Regions from separate parts of the Mus musculus genome. Here region 2 is linked to region 1. Evidence: chromatin contacts called from public Hi-C data. All regions are on one chromosome and are shown on one strand. Each heading gives the region's core, a stretch centred on a gene start, on an enhancer-like site or on the middle of the called end of the contact. The rest is flanking DNA. Distances are from core to core; before and after follow the strand shown.

Evidence for each region. A called contact is a pair of places that touch in the nucleus more often than the background predicts.
Region 2: a Hi-C map of uterus shows a contact between it and region 1, with 4 times the contacts expected there. The contact joins two enhancer-like sites. A contact is called at or near these places in 4 of 484 Hi-C or Micro-C datasets (the HPC-7 cell line, cerebellar granule neurons, cortical neurons and 1 more), 2 of 115 datasets of contacts at active chromatin or transcription factors (embryonic stem cells and pancreatic cancer cells) and 1 of 9 other capture datasets (embryonic stem cells).

What each region holds. Positions count from the first base shown.
Region 1 is chr9:98,324,740-98,332,608 of GRCm38.p6, reverse strand. All of the region lies in intron 1 of Nmnat3 (nicotinamide nucleotide adenylyltransferase 3), which reads right to left. Among named protein-coding and RNA genes, the nearest start is that of Gm46126, 29 kb to the right of the region's middle. Within about 2 kb of position 2,883, at least 63 of the 459 cell types and tissues checked have an H3K27ac peak or open chromatin away from gene starts, as enhancers often do. A contact at or near this core is called in the HPC-7 cell line and uterus, where this site is marked.
Region 2 is chr9:98,533,883-98,541,751 of GRCm38.p6, reverse strand. No RefSeq gene overlaps it. Among named protein-coding and RNA genes, the nearest start is that of 4930579K19Rik, 26 kb to the left of the region's middle. Within about 2 kb of position 3,176, at least 36 of the 459 cell types and tissues checked have an H3K27ac peak or open chromatin away from gene starts, as enhancers often do. A contact at or near this core is called in the HPC-7 cell line and uterus, where this site is marked.

The DNA.
Region 1 (7,869 bases), core at 1,634-4,133:
GAAGTTCCATCTCAAATGACTGTAGCTTGTGTCAAGTTGACATAAAACCAGCCAGTAGAGTGCTCCTCTCTTGTAACCACACCCACTGCTTATGAAGTTTTCTTGACCCCCGGGGAACTGCAGCCCAGGGTGGTGGCACGAGAAAACCCTGATGTTACTACAGCTGCAATATCCTTCACCTCTGGCCAAGATTTCTTTATCTTCTTCCAGTATTCATGAGGCTGTCACATGCCAATTTAGTAATTTGTAATGAGGGTGACCTCTCAGCTCCTTTAACATTCTTGAGAAATGGGAAAATAAATTCTAGACTGCCCTGTTGACCCATGAAATACTACAGGGGAAGAACTGAGGGGATGTCAGGAAGATGTCCATGGCCCTGATCACACTTGCTCCATACTCCACACAAATATATTACTTTGGAAAGAAAGAAACTCAGGTAAAGGAGACTATATGCAAGTGTAGCCCGCTATCCTTGTATGGAAGGTGATTAGGGAATCCTAAGCCCAGTGTGAGGAGCCTGTAGTGCAACTGGGGATGAAGGGCAAGGTAAGGCATCCAGAGCTACGCTTGATTGTAGGACCTCCAAAGCTTCCGAGAGTTTTAGCAATAGTTATTGGGTTGCAGGCAACCACATAGAGCCAAGCAGAAGGATTTGGAGACCACATCTGTCCCATGAACTCATAGGTCAGCTAGGCTTCTTTGTGTTTAGAGGAAGGAAGATTCTGGCAATGAAAAGACAAAACTTGCCAAAGAATATGGTGTGACAGCTGTCTTTCCTATATTATCTCAAATCCTCTTAGACTGGTTATTTTTACACAAGCTTTAAAATGAAATATAAGTATTCTAACATAGAGGGGCTGCGGAGATTGTTCGGTGAGCCAAGCTCGTAATATACTAGTATGGGTCCTGAGTTCAAATCGGCAGAACCTACCTAAAAGCCAGGCCCCAGAGCGTGGGTTTGTAATCCCAGTATCGCACAGGGAGATGAGGGGGACAGAACAGAATTCCTAGAAAGCTTGCAGGCTGGCTAGTCTGGTGTACACAGCTGTAAGCAAGGTAAACTGTCTCAAAGTGGACGGTGAGATCCAAGGATCTGCATCCAAGACTGTCCTCTAACCTCCACACGTGTGCTATGGCATGAGAGCACCCATACTTACACACATCATATATATACACTCTACATCACACACAGCATAGACACTCACACGCTGTACATCACACACAGCAAATGCACTTACACACTGTATATCACACACAGCACATACACTTACACACTATATAGCACATATAGCATATACATTTACACACTGTATATCACACACAGCATATACACTCACTATACATTACACAGTATATACATATACACACTATATATCACATACAACATATACACTTACACACTGTACATCACACATAGCATATACACTTACATACTGTACATCACACACAGTATATACACACACTATACATTACAGAGTGTATACACATACACACTATACATCACACACAGCATATACACTTACACACTGTACATCACACATAGCATATACACTTACATACTGTACATCATACACAGTATATACACACACTATACATCACACACAGCATATACACTTACACACTACACACCACACACAGCATATGCACACATGGATTCTAAAAAGAACATCTGTTTCCATTTGTTCAATCTCTCACTTGCCCCAATATAAAACAAGTTGTTGCTGCTGCCAAATTTCTCAAGGCCACAAGAGGACACTATGAGGATCTCAAAATACCAGGGAGGTGGAAACTCAGCCCAGGCTCTCCACAAAGGCAGAACAGAGCATCACACACAGCTGGGGAGAAGTGGGAAAGGCTGACACTCAACCACAGGTTAAGAGCTTTGCTGGGGACAACATAACCAAGCATAGAGCCATTCTCTCTAGCCTCGTGCAATATACATCTAGAAGGCCAGCAGCCTACCTTGTCTTTATTGAGCTATGAGCAGACTGTCATGCTGGTGAACAGACGGTTGCAAATCCAAGCAATGGTCTATGAAAGCAAAGACCTGAGCCAGGTTTGAGGCCATGATTAATTAACAATTTTAACCGTGTTCACCCAACACCTATTTAACAGGATGTGTAATTTCTGTGTTGTGCAGAAATGAGACCTGGCTGCTGGGCCGTCAGTCCACAGTCATGACCTGAGTCTGAAGCAGACCAGTTGAGCTTCTTCCTCATTTATTCCTTGGGACTCACTAGCAATACTCGCAGAGTGTGCCCTTGACCTCACTGAGATTACTAAACTACACTTGACACCAACAGACCCTAGGAAGAGGCTTGTGTTTCTTGTGAGCACAATGGTGCTGTCCCTTTAACAGGTAGGTGTGTTCATTCTCAAGCCCCTGGCGCCAGCCTCTACACGCTTGTTGCAGCTGACCCAGTGGTATCTCTGTGCAGGTCAGCCTTACACTCAAGGTTCTTTAGGGGTCCCCATGGACAACAGCCTCTGAAATGACATGGCCGGCATCTCTCTCCATCCCTCAGATCACTCCTGTCTGGCTAGGGAGCACTTCAGGGAACCATGCTCGCTCGGCACCTGCCTTACACGCTCCTGAACTGCTGTCCTAATGTCTCTATAATATATTAACAAGCCATGGCCAAAGGGAGCTCTGCTGAAATAGGCAGTAGTCGGAGCCATTTGGACCAAATCCTAGAATCTGCGCGGTATGCTGAGCTTCACAGTTTAGGAGCATGGGCGTCTGCTGTGAAATCGAGAAATGTGAGCATAAGACATTAGCTCTCACGTGACCAGGGCAGGGCTGAGTCCAAAACTGTTAACAGGCCTTTCATGGGGGAGGATCGGAGTCAGAAGGCACGGACGCTGAGCACTGTCAGATCCTGTGTGCTCAATGGTGCTTCCTGCCTGACAGGCATGCGCTTCTCCTGGCCTTCTGCCCTTGCTAGAGTCCAAGGCTCTCCATTGTTTTTTTTTACAACAGGAGAACAGCCGTGGGTCCATCTGGATAGCCTGAAAACTATCTTGTTGTTTGAGTGTAGTTTGTTCTAAAGGGAAAAAAAAAAAAAGTCAGGCAGCTCCACAACTTCCTCTCAGCCTGTACACAGGGCATAGAGCTAAGCAGCTCTAATTAAAGAGCAAACAGGCTGTGTGCTGAGGTGTAGCGGGAGGGCATGCTGTCTCTGGTTCAAGGAGTGTGTCAGCCAGGGACTCTGTCTGACCCCGACTCTGCCACCTCACCTCGGAGGCCAATTTTTCTGCACAAAAACGCCTGGCTTCTTTGTGAACCGACACACTTCCACGGAGCTCAAAGGCAGCATCAAGCATTGTCCCCAGTCATCACTTAAAACATGATGAAAACCACAACACAAAAACCCACGAAGAATAATGTCCCCCAAAGAGATCGTATTCTAGACCCCGGACTAAATGTTACTTTATTTAAAATAAAGAAATCTTTGCAGATTTCATTGAGGCTGTTGAGACGCAGGTGTTATGTATCCCTGAAGAGGGAGAAAAAAAGGGGGATTTGACACAAAGACAAAGTTGTGTGAAGGAAACAAAGGAAGATCTGGGGGAGGCTGGTACTGAGGACAGCAGTGACAGGGTCACAAACCAAGGCATGTGTGACAGTTAATCTTGATTGACAACCTGGCAGAATGTGGGATCAGCTAAGACACACTTCTGTATGCCCATGAGGGGGCTTCCATTTGCTGCTCATAGGGCAAGCTCTTTTTCCCTCTGAATAGGTAGCGCCTCCTAACTGGTGGGCTGGCTACAGAGGTCTGCGGTAGAAAGCAGTGTGTGCCTGTTTGCCTTGGCTTCTTGCTGGTCAGTGCCTCTGTCGCTGTGGCCGTGGCTGCTTCAGCCACCATCCTCTACTGACGACATCAGGTTCTACTTCTTTGGTCTTCCAAGGTGTACTGAAGTCCAGAGAGAGCTCTCTGGAAATCTTCCAGGTCTCCAGGTCAGCCTGGGACTGCAGAGGCGACCAGTTGCACAGTGAGCAGTTCTGGGATCTCAGCTTTCCCAGTGTGCAGACAGCCACGGCTGGACTCTCCAGCCTGTACTGTGCAAGCCAATCTAAGAGATCCTCTCTTACAATAGATATTCATTCTATGTGCACTGTTCCTCTAGACAAACCCCGATCAAGACTGAGTGCTGGAAGCCACCGAGGCTTGAAACAGACTCTTGGGTGCTTCCCATGAGAATGTGTCCCTGACACTGATTTTGGGCTAAGGATCCTGATTTTAGACTTCTGGTCTTGAGAGCTGTGAGTAAATATGGATCTTTCTGCTGTTTTAAACCTCCAAGTTTATGCTCTTTCATTGTAGCAGCTATCAGAAACTGGTACCACAGAGGTGTTGGTAGGAAGAATGTCACTCTGTACAATAGCTATCCTAAATACTCCGTGAATTCTCGGTGAGTGAATGTGTGTGTGTGTGTGTGTGTGTGCATGGGCGCTCGGGCGCACATGCACATGTACACACATGTGTTGCTGTATGACCCAGTGTTCTCTGAAGCTAATGAACAAATATCTATTCACACCAGATAGATCACTATGGACAAAACAAAGTAACCATGTCACCCAAGGCCAGCTTGGTGAACCAATGAGTTTTATTGGGGTTACATGTGTATGTGAGGGTCACTTACAGGAGCAGAAATGCCTGAGGCAGCTGTGTCACTGAAAACCCCACTTTAGCTTGGGTGGCTGCTTAGGGAGGCTGCCTCCACAGAGCTCTCGGTAAAACTAGATCTTCTGAGGGTCTCCTTACTAGTAGTGGTTACACTTGTGTAGCCTTGGGGGAGGGCTTTGTGAACCTAGTTTGAGGAGCTTCTTAAAACATGCAATTTGTTTATGATTCTCCCTCTGCCTGCCCATCAGGACATGTGTTGACATGTCTATGGGTACATGTGGAGGCCAGAGATCATATTGGAGTTCTCCTTTGGTGGCTTTCTAGTTTTCTTCTGAGACAAAGTCTTTCACTAAAACTAGTTTTCACTGATTAGCTAGACTTGGCCGGCAAGCTTTAGGGGGCTGCCTATCTCGACCCTCAGGTTCAGGGCTCTCCTATTTCTGCCCTTCCTGTGCTGGCATTATAACTGGATGGCCGCACCCGACTTTTTACATATGGATTCTTTAGATCCAAAACCAGATCCTTGGGCACTAACTGAGCCATCTCCTCAGGCCCTCCTTGGTGATTTTTTAACACAATTCGACTTCAGCCTTCAGCAAGTGGGCTACAAGAGGCCTTAACACTTGGCATCTACCTCCTAGCTCTGGGTGATGGACTCTCCTGAAGCAGGAAGAAGACAGCACGGAGAACAGAAGTTAAAACTATCATCTATATCATCTGAACAGGTTAAGTGTGAAGTGGATAGAGAATGCCAAAGCATTAAGAAACTTCCCACAAATTACCCTCATAGTGCAGCTATGTCTGTGTATGCGTGTGGGTGTGTGTAGGAAGCATATCCTCAAATAAATGACATGGAATTATTAACAAACCTATCAGCTGGCTGGTCTCTAAAGGTTTGTCTACAATAAGAAGTCACAGAACTATATGTCTGCCAATAGAGGACTGGTTAAATTCTGCATAATTTTATATAGCTGTTAAAAAGAGTGGCATGCACATGTATATGCATATATATTAATATGACAGATTATTAATGAGTAGGTATTAGATGAGGTGATGTAAATTTCAGGCATAATTTTAGCACTGTCTCACATTAGGCTAGGCAATCAATGTTAGTATAACACACAGGAATGATACTCAGGGCATATGTATCTACACACATTTATAATTTCATTGTAGTATATATCTAATGTCCAGTAAGCCACTATCTCTACAGGAAGATCAGAGGTGTTGCGAGGAGGCAAGAGGAGTGGCTCACTTGGGCTGCAGCTGTGTAATTTCAAACTGAAATGAGTTTTCCTTACCCTCTTCTAGAGGCTTCTATTTTAAGCTCTGAAGAGTGTGGTGAAATACACCACTCTGTATCATTCTGATCCATCCTATCTGTAATGTGCAACACAAGCTATGAGGCCACTTGAACGCCACAAGTCCCTACACACATGCTACATAAGGTGGCATTTCGTGAAATTACTGGCTTTTGCCTACTAAAAGAAACCAAGCCCCTCTTTCCCCTACACAAGATAGACTGCTTGTTCTTCAAGGCACATTTTGCCAAGATTTGCCACAGATCTTCAAAGCAGTGACACTTTAAGATGCCTGAATAGAGATTTCAGGACTTTTAGCTCCTGTATTTAAAACAGTTATGCAAATACCCAGGATCAGGAGCTGGGCTTTTCTATGGTACAGCAGCTCCATCTTGAAGAATGAGTCACAGTAAATTAAAGCTTAGTTGCGTTTATTTTGTTCTTCCATTTGCAGCATGAACATGTGAGTCAAACCCCACCTGTCCTGTTGCTGAGGAGATGGCCAGGATGATGCTTAGTCTGGGTTGTCTGAGAAGCTAGTTAAGGTGAGAGCAGAGCTTCAGGCTCAGACTTCCAGCTCAGCACTGAGATTTCCACCACCCAGTGACACTGCCTTACATAAAAGCAAGCTCTTCAGTTCCAGACTGTGGGGGCTATATCTGTGAGGGTCATGCTACTGTAGAGAGCCCAATGAGACAGGCACCTGGGGACAGACATAGAAGAGCATCCCTCCCTGAAGGCAGGACAAGGACATTAGGAGAGGTACAAGGTTAAAAAGGAGCCAGGGCAATGACTTTCTGTTTACCTTCCTCCTGGAGACAGAAACCACTAACATCACTCTAAGCGAAAGAGATCCATCTTCTTTCTAAACCTTCAGAAATTATACAACCACTTCCAGATGGGAAGGTCTGACTTCCCTTCCACAGTAGGATTCAAGTTATAACCAGAGAAAACTCTTCATGGCTTTTCGAAAAAGAATTCCCCTCACTTTGCTAACTAAGAAGTGATTGTTTAAAATAACTTTCTGCTTTAATCCAGTGTGAGCTTTTCAGCCATAAAAGGAAGACATTTTGGGAGCTAAGAAAATTCAGTACCTTCATCACAAGCGTTCTGAAAGTGTAAGGTCGTAGGAACTCATCCTTAGGAACTCATCCTTATGGGGTCACTGTTTGAGAACTTGAATGGAAGGTGTGGTATACAAACACCTGCTGAGCACGAAACACTCCAGACAGGGAAACTGGCATGTCAGAAGCTAAATAGTGACACCCGCTACGTGGCTTCCACTTTGACTCTCCTAAGAAGGCCCCACTTTCCCAAGGGTAGTATCTGCATAAGATAAAAACCAAATAGATTAAAAACTCCACTGTTGATGCCACATACACTCATGCCAATAACTAAAAAGCTAGAGGTTGCTCTGAGCGGTCAGCCTCACGTGTGATGGTAAAGGGACAGACGCTAGGAACACGTGGCACTTTATCTGTAGATAATGCAGCTGACCTGGATCCTGAGGATCGTAGGGACATCTCCAAGGCCAATTTCAGAATGAAGGTGGCCTAGCTTTCTCTGTCTAAGGGCAGAGTAATTCCAAGTCCTGGAGAAAAGCTGGAGAGTTAGTGCGTCAAAGCCTACACCAATCACATAAAGGACACTCTCTCCTTGCTTTACCCATATCATGCCAACTAGATGCTGCTATTCCACCTTGGCAGAAAGGATTCTGGGACCCAAAGATGTGAGCTAATTTGCCTAAGGTTGCATGATAAGATGAGCTAGGATCGGATCCTACCTGGCCAGCTTCTCTAAGAGGTCTTCTGGCTGGGTATGGACAAACTAAACTAGAGGTGGCAACTTCTCCTCCTGTGAACTATCCACCGGCTCAGAAGGCTTCACTGCTCCTACTCCCAGGTCCTGATTACAGTGTGTTTAAGTTAAACCGCAAA
Region 2 (7,869 bases), core at 1,927-4,426, 210 kb before region 1:
CCTAGGTAGTCCAGGTAGTCTTAGGACTGGTCAGAGCTTCTGCATCGATTCCAGCTCCTGAAACTTTTCCTGATCTCCAGGAATAGGAAGGCAGAAAGTCCGAGCTGTTGGTACAGTGAGAGCCACGGAGCCATGCCTAAGCCCTGGACCATTCATTCTTGTCAGTACGGTACAGCTGGACAGAGAGAGCAGGATCCACATGCTTGATATTCAAAAGTTGCTCTGCTAAATTAACTATGTTTTGCAGTTATCTGTATCTTTTTGACATCATGTTTTAAAATTTATGTTTATTTTATGTGTATCGGTGTTTTGCCTGTATGTCGGCGTGAAGGTGTTAGGTCCTGGACTTAGAGACAGTTGTGAGCTATTATGTGTTAGATCCTGGAGTTACAGACAGCTAGCTGTAAACTGCCATGTGGGTGCTAGGAATTGAACCTGAGTCCTTGAGAGTCCTTTACACAAGCAGTCAATGCTCTTCACTCCTGAGCCATCTCACCAGCCCCAGTTATCTGTATTTATTTTAAAGATCTAAAAAGTGAAGTCTTTATGTATTCTTAGGGTTTATGTAGTCTTAGGGTTTCTGTGATGAAACACCATGACCAAAAAGTAAGTTGGGGAGGAAAGAGTTTATTAGGCTTATACTTCCAGATTATAGTCCATCATTAGAGGAAGTCAGGACAGGAACTCAAACAGGGCAAGAACCTGGAGCCAGGAGTTGATGCAGAGCCCATGGAAGGCTGCTGTTTACTGGCTTGCTTCCCTGGCTTGCTCAGCCTGCTTTCTTATAGAAACCAGGACCACCAGCCCAGGGATAGCTCTACTCACAATGGTCTGTCATCACTAATTGAGAAAATACCTTACTCCATGGAGGCAGTTCCTCAACTGAGGCTCCTTCCTCTCTGATGATTCTAATTTGTGTCAACTTGACACACAAAACCAGCCAGTAAGTACACTGTATAACATCATTAAGAAACCAGTGGGACTTTTTTGTTTGTATGTTTGTTTGCTTTGTTTCTTGGGGGGGGGGGTGAGGCAGGGTTTCTCTGTGTAGCCCTGGACGTCCTGGAACTCACACTGTAGCCCAGGCTGGACTCGAACTCAGAAATCCGCCTGCCTTTGCCTCCCAAGTGCTGGGATTAAAGGTGTGTGCCACCACTGCCCGGCTTGCTTTGTTTTTTTGAGACACAGTCTTATTATGCAGCCCTGAATGGCTTGGGACTCACTAAGTAGACCAGGCTTGCCTTGAACTTGCAGTAAACCTCCTGCCTCTGCCTTCTGAGGACTGAGTTTACCAGCATGCATTACCAGCATGCCCAGTTTTAAAGAAAAGCTTTCACAATCTTGGACTAGGCATCATAGTGTGTGTGTTTGTTCCCCAACAGTGCCAAGCACAGTACCAGAGTCTAGTAGGTGGGTGATGTCCATCAGTTGATTTGACACTGTTAGCCTAGCCAAGTTCACTCTGAATGTAACATAAGGCAGTGTAATAGGAAGGCTAGCAAGATGGGTTCCGGGGCCAGCAGACCTGATTTTGACAAGCTACGTGACCTCAGGCAAGCCTCAGTTTTCTTTATCTGAAATATGGAATGAATAAACACTAAGCTCTCATAGGACTGACAAGGTTAGGTGGGATTTTTCCCCCTTAGTCGGGGTTCTTATAGAACAATGGTTCTCAACTTTTCTGATGCTGGGACCCTTTAATACAGTTCCTCACGCTGTGGTGATGCCCCCAACCATAAAATTATTGTGCTGCTACTTCATAACTGTAATTTTGCTACTCTTATGAGTCATAATGTAAATATCTAATATGCAAGATATCTGATATGCAACCCCTGTGGGTGTTGGGACTCACAGGTTGAGAGCTACTGCTCTAGAAGAACAGTCAATGACGTGAATATGTCTATGCGTGCTCACACACCTACGTGCACATAAATTAAAATAGCAACAACAGAATTGCACCTGAGAGGCTGAGAACCTGGTAGAGGCTAGGTCCTTTAGACTGGGTGCCTCAGAAGTCAGGTAGCCTCACAGCAATGGTTTGCTATTGGAGAGGGTAGTTGCTCATTCTTTGAGAGCCACTGGTCCTTAGTCCAGGATGGAAGCCCAGAAATACTGGTTCCGATATCAGCTGAAGAATCAATGACAGCAACGGGGCAAAATCATCAAGAGGGAAGGCCAAGAGAGCAAAAGTCCAGATAGCATCCTCCCTGCCACGCCCTTCTTATTTGGGTTTTTATTGGTTGGGTCCACAATCTGGGTGGGTCTTCCAATGTCAATTAAGGCAACCAAGCCAGCTCTTCCAAGTGAGGTTTCTTACTCAGGTGATTCTAATCTGTGGCAAGTTGTCATTAAAATCAATAGAAACCGGATTGTGTAAATATTTATGCGTGTATATCAGGATGTGTGCATGTGTCTTCAAAATGTTGGCTAGCATGGCTACAACAAATACCATATCTTGGAAATTTCCCCAAACAAAAAATTCAGCGATAGACATGATAATGTCTCAGAGAAGGGTTACCAGATCTCAGCAGCAGCACTCCAGCATACCCATGGAAATTCTCACCCACTCTTGTTCACACACACACACACACACACACACACACACACACACACACACACAAGCAGGTCATACAAGGATGAGCATATGTAGCACACAAAATTTCACGTAAAGCACGACTGTGTCTGTCGGTTTGTGAGTGTATATATAAATATACACATTTGTAAAGGAGTCCTCTTCAAAATCAAGATGCTAGCACCTTCTCTCCTTGCATAGACACTACCAACCACTAGGCGGCACCTTAATCCTTCTCTTCAGCAACGTCCTTGCTGGTTAACACCGGATAGTCAGCTCTAAAAGTCTTTTAAGTGAATCTTCCTGAACCCACTGCGGGGCGGCGGGGCGGCAGATCATTCCCTCGGCTGATTCCAAAGTATTATGATGTGCTGGGAGATCTGATCATTCTTTCACCCTGTGGAGATTAATTGCCTTGAAATATTCATTGGATTAAATGTATTTAAACACGCACTGTTTAAAGCTCAGTGCTGCAAAATGCCATCCTCAAGATATATATTATGAGCATTAAATAATTAACTTAGTGTGTGAGAGGGAGGCAGAGATGGAGAAAGGGAGAGGGAGGGTAAGGGAGGGAGAGCGAGGTAGAGGGCAAGTAGGAGGGAGAGTCAGCGCATGCTCAGCTAAGGATGAGACCCAGAGCAGATAGTATCAGAGCTCAAGGCTCTCTCCATAAACCAGAAGATTACAACCTTGCCTGCTAATTGAAACTGCAGAAGTCTGTCTTCTCTGGCCATCCTCGTCTGTAACATGAGAAGGAAGGCGTGGCAGAAATCTGATCCTAAGTGACAAGTCTGAGAAAAAAACGGAGTAGTCATTCATGTCTATTGCCTGCTCACCTCCGTGTTGCTTTTCCGAACAGAAGTCCAGACTAACTCAGGCTCTGTGTCTCCCTCCTGTCTTCCTGCGGCCGTGTGTCCTCACAGGAAGAGGCATCAGAGAGCATACATGTGCCTTCACAGACTCTGGCACCGGACTGTCCAGGTCCATGGCCCAGCTGGACCACGTGCCCTGGCTCAGCCTTAGGAGTGTTGCTTAAACTGGACACCTCAGGTTCCTCCATCACCTCTCATGTTTGGGAGGACCTGCCGCACAAACAGGGCCTTCTGGATGCTGTCTGCTGCGTTTCCAGTTCAGCTCAACCACATACATATTGCCTCTCTTAGTTGGTCTAGTGCCTCCTCCTGTTGGCTTCAGAGCCATGCTTTATGGACTTCTAGAAGCTTCTCTGTAGACTGCCCTTTCTCAAATGGAGTTGTGAATTTTCTTTTCCTTAGTACCTTGATTTAACTAAGAAACTAGTCTTTATCATTATATTAAGACACGGATGGCTAATTCTGACCTCCAGGGAGACAGAGGTCTTGTCTGCCTCATCCTAGCCCAAATATAGACAGTGCTCCTCCATAAATATCTGAGGCAAGACTCATTGGACCTTTATGTACCCAAAAGCTTAGTTAGAAGAAATGCATATTGGGAAAGGGGCAAGGGGTGGGATTGGGGGAGCATGGCTAACATGCAATGCTTATTTTTATGAAAATTTAAAAGAACTGAAAATTCTAAAAAGGTGATGTGTCTTGAATGGTATTCAGACATTTTGGCAGACTAGAGCGAGGAGGTGCTGAAGACAGGTGAGGCCTAGCTGTATCCCCTGCCCCCAAGCCTTCAGCTTCAACTTCACTTACATCTAGGGCTGTGGTTTTTTTTAAGTTTTTATTTTTTATTTTTTTTGAACACAGAAAAGTTAATGAATATTAATAAATTGCTAATTAATATTAATCCATGTTAATTGATATTCATAAACCCACAGCTTCCCTGAACGCTAATGTAATACCCATCACAGCCATAGCATGGTGACCAGAATGTCAATGCTACTGTTAATGCTATTAATACTTTTAACTACACGACTGCCCTCATCTGAATTTCAACAGTTCTCCTTAGCATGCTCTTCTGCTACTTCAGCCTCCATGACTCCTCGGCGGCTCCCTCTCTGAGCCAATCTGTCAGTCCTTTCTTGGCTTTGGCACTTTTAAAGACCATCAGTCAATTTCACTGCTGAATAACTGTAAGCTGAAGTTTATTGGATGTTTGTTTACTATTTGATGGAGGTGCTGGGTTGGATGGGAATTCCATAATGGTGTCCCTGAATGGCTTTCATTACTGTGCTAGTTAAATTTGATCGCTTGATTAAGGAGGTTTGTGAAGCTACAACTTTTTCTTTCTTCCTTCTTCCCCTTCTTTCCTTCCTTCCTTCCTTTTAATTATTTTAGGTTTTTGAGAGAAGGCCTCACTATACAGCCCAGACTGGGTTTGAATTCCAAATCTTCCTGCCTCTGCTGCGATTATAAGTGTATTCCATCATGCCTAGCTCCCTGCTTTACCTTTTACAAATCATAACTATCTGGGCAGAGATACCTGAGGCTACCCTGATACTCTGTTTCTCTCCAAATGTGAACAGTTAATTGAATATCTATTGGTATATTTTATATGCGATCTGTGTGATCTATGGTGTCTAGTGGTAATTGAAATAATATTTGTCATCTCATCTGTGTTTACTAACTGACATTCTTCTATTAGAAAGCATTATTCTTTCCTTCCACTTACTTATATTATTTTAAAATGTTTATCAGTAACGAGTTGTGGATCTATGCTTTATTTTATGGGTTATCATATGAGATGTAGTTAATATTCTTATTTCTCAGCTTCTTCCAGTTAAGGTCAATTGCCTTCTAGTTGGATTCTTTCTTTTTCTTCATGTGTTTTCAATCCTGTTTGGGGGTTTCCCATAGGCAATGCCTGCTAACCACATAGGATACTTGGTCATGTCTCTTTTGTAAAGTTGTAGGGAGACGGTCCCAGGAGGTAGGCAGCTATTACTAGCCAGGCTAAGAAACTTGGTCTTGTGAGATCTTCCCACACATTCTAATCTTAATTTACTTCATAATTCATGTAACATCACACATCCTCCTATCTCTTCCCAGACTCTGGAAGGCTGGGAGATTTGGAAACAATGAAACATATTGATAAATAGAGAATTGACAAAAGAACTGGCCTGTACTTTTTATAAAAGGGATGCAATGAAAACATCAAACAAAAGTGGCAGAAGGAGAGCTGGAGAGTTGGTTTAGCAGTTAAGAATGCATTAAGAATGCCAACTGTTTTTGTAGAGGATTCAATTTCCAGTCTCAGGACTCACATCAGGCAGCTGGGGGATCTGAAGCCATCTGCTGGCCTCTAAGGGCATTGCACTCTAGTGCACAAATCCTCACACAGTCACAAACTTACAAAGATGTGTTTGTAGAAAGTGATGGAGATGTTATAAATTAAAAGAGATTATAGCTATTGACCAGCAGTTGAGTTCTTGCCTGGAATATACAAGGGACTAGTTTCTAATTCTAGTATGATAAGGAAAACAAACAAACAAACAGAAACAAAGAAACCAAACAGAATAATAATTGAAACAAAATTATTGTGTGGCAAAATCTTTGACAGAGTCTTAAGTTTTTTTCCCTAAAATCTATAAGATCATTCTGAGGTTTAAATTTGGACTGAATATTACATTCAAGGGAGTTGTTGACTTGATGATCTATTTTTATTTTACAAATAGTGCGCTACATAAACTAAATTTTCAATCATGATCAAATTGCTACTTTTTTATAATTTATTAATTTTCTGAATTGTTCAACAGTTGCTCATGCCGTTCCCATCTTGTGGAAGAGACATGCTTGTTTTTGAAAGATCTGTGCTGAACTATTCAGGAGCAAAATGCTTTGATGTCTGAAATTTATTCTCAAATAACTCAGAAAGAATTATAGTTGAGCAGATGTGGCAGAGTGTTAACAACTGCTTAATCTAAGTGTATGACGTTTTTCTCTTTTGGAGCTTTCCACACTTAAAATCTAAAAAAAAAAAAAAAAAAAACAACTGAGGGAAAACTATGCCTACCATCCAGTCTTCTATTTTATACATATCTGAGAGACTCAGTCTTGCAAAGTAAGAGAGGCTACATCATATTACAATATCCAGTTCTGGCTGCAGAAGGCTGGTCAGTGCAGAAAGCAGAGCTCTGGTTCCTGAAAAGCTGGGCTCAAATCCCAATTCCTCTCTTATTTCATACTTTAGCATCGTCTGGGCCCCAGATAACACGACTGTAATAGGAGGCTAGAGAGATGTTACTAATTGTGAGAATCACGGGTTTAATCTGTACATGTTGTATAAAATGTACATGTGAAACATTAACACATAAGACCATAGACCTGTCTGCTAGCAGCAGCTGCTGAGTTACAGGTCAAAGGCCACACCATGAGCCCTGAGTGCACTTCAGTTCTTCTGGGAAATTGCAGGATCCACTTGGGGAAGTGGATCTGGGGGTGGTGCAGGGCAGGCTGGGGTATCCCCAGGGGCGTTGAGATAATTTAAACATGTCAGAATATACTGAGATTCTTGGCTAAAAGAATTCACTTGTTAAATGTGAACATTCAAAACACTCCACAGGGTTTCAACATTCTGGTTTTTCATAATTGCCTTAAAACAAACACACAGGCTAAGAATTCTCCAAAAAAGAAGGGTTGACATTTGGTTATCACTATGCAAAAGAATGACTCTTGACCCTGATATCATGCCATACAAAAATTAAACAGTTTATAGACATAAATATAAGGTTAAACCATAAAACTACAAAAGAAAAAAACCCCACAGGAGAAAGGTTAGCATTCCTCTGCTGGACATACCATTCTCTAGGATACAAAGGGCAGGAATTTGAAAGATTGGTGAATCTGGACTTCATCAGAAGCCAAGCATCATTAGGAAGTCCACCAGGCATTTCTTAGACTGGTCAAAAAATGTTTGTAAAACCTTGTTCAAGAAGAAACATGTATCTATAATACATGAAAGAGCTCTTACAACTCAAGAATAAGGAGGCAAGCAATGTGATTTAAAATATAAGGAAAGTATTTGAATATGCACCTCACTAAAGTAAAGAGACAGATATCAAATAAATGTAAGGAAAGATGCTCTGTAGCGTTAGCTGAAAAAACAGACAGCCCTAGATGACTAAGGCCAGTTCATGACTAGGACAATCCTGTGTGTTGGCACAAAAACAGTGCAACTGGAACAAATAGAATGGCCACTTTGGAAAGCAGGCAGTTTCTTCTGAAGCAAAGCACCCGGAGGTTTCGTTTCTAAGTATTTGCTCAAGAAAACGAAAAACATAGCTCCACACAGAGATGTGTGTAAAGGTTCATAGCAGCTTTATTTATAATAACCTGAAATCTTGAAGTAATCTAAGTGTATGAGCACTC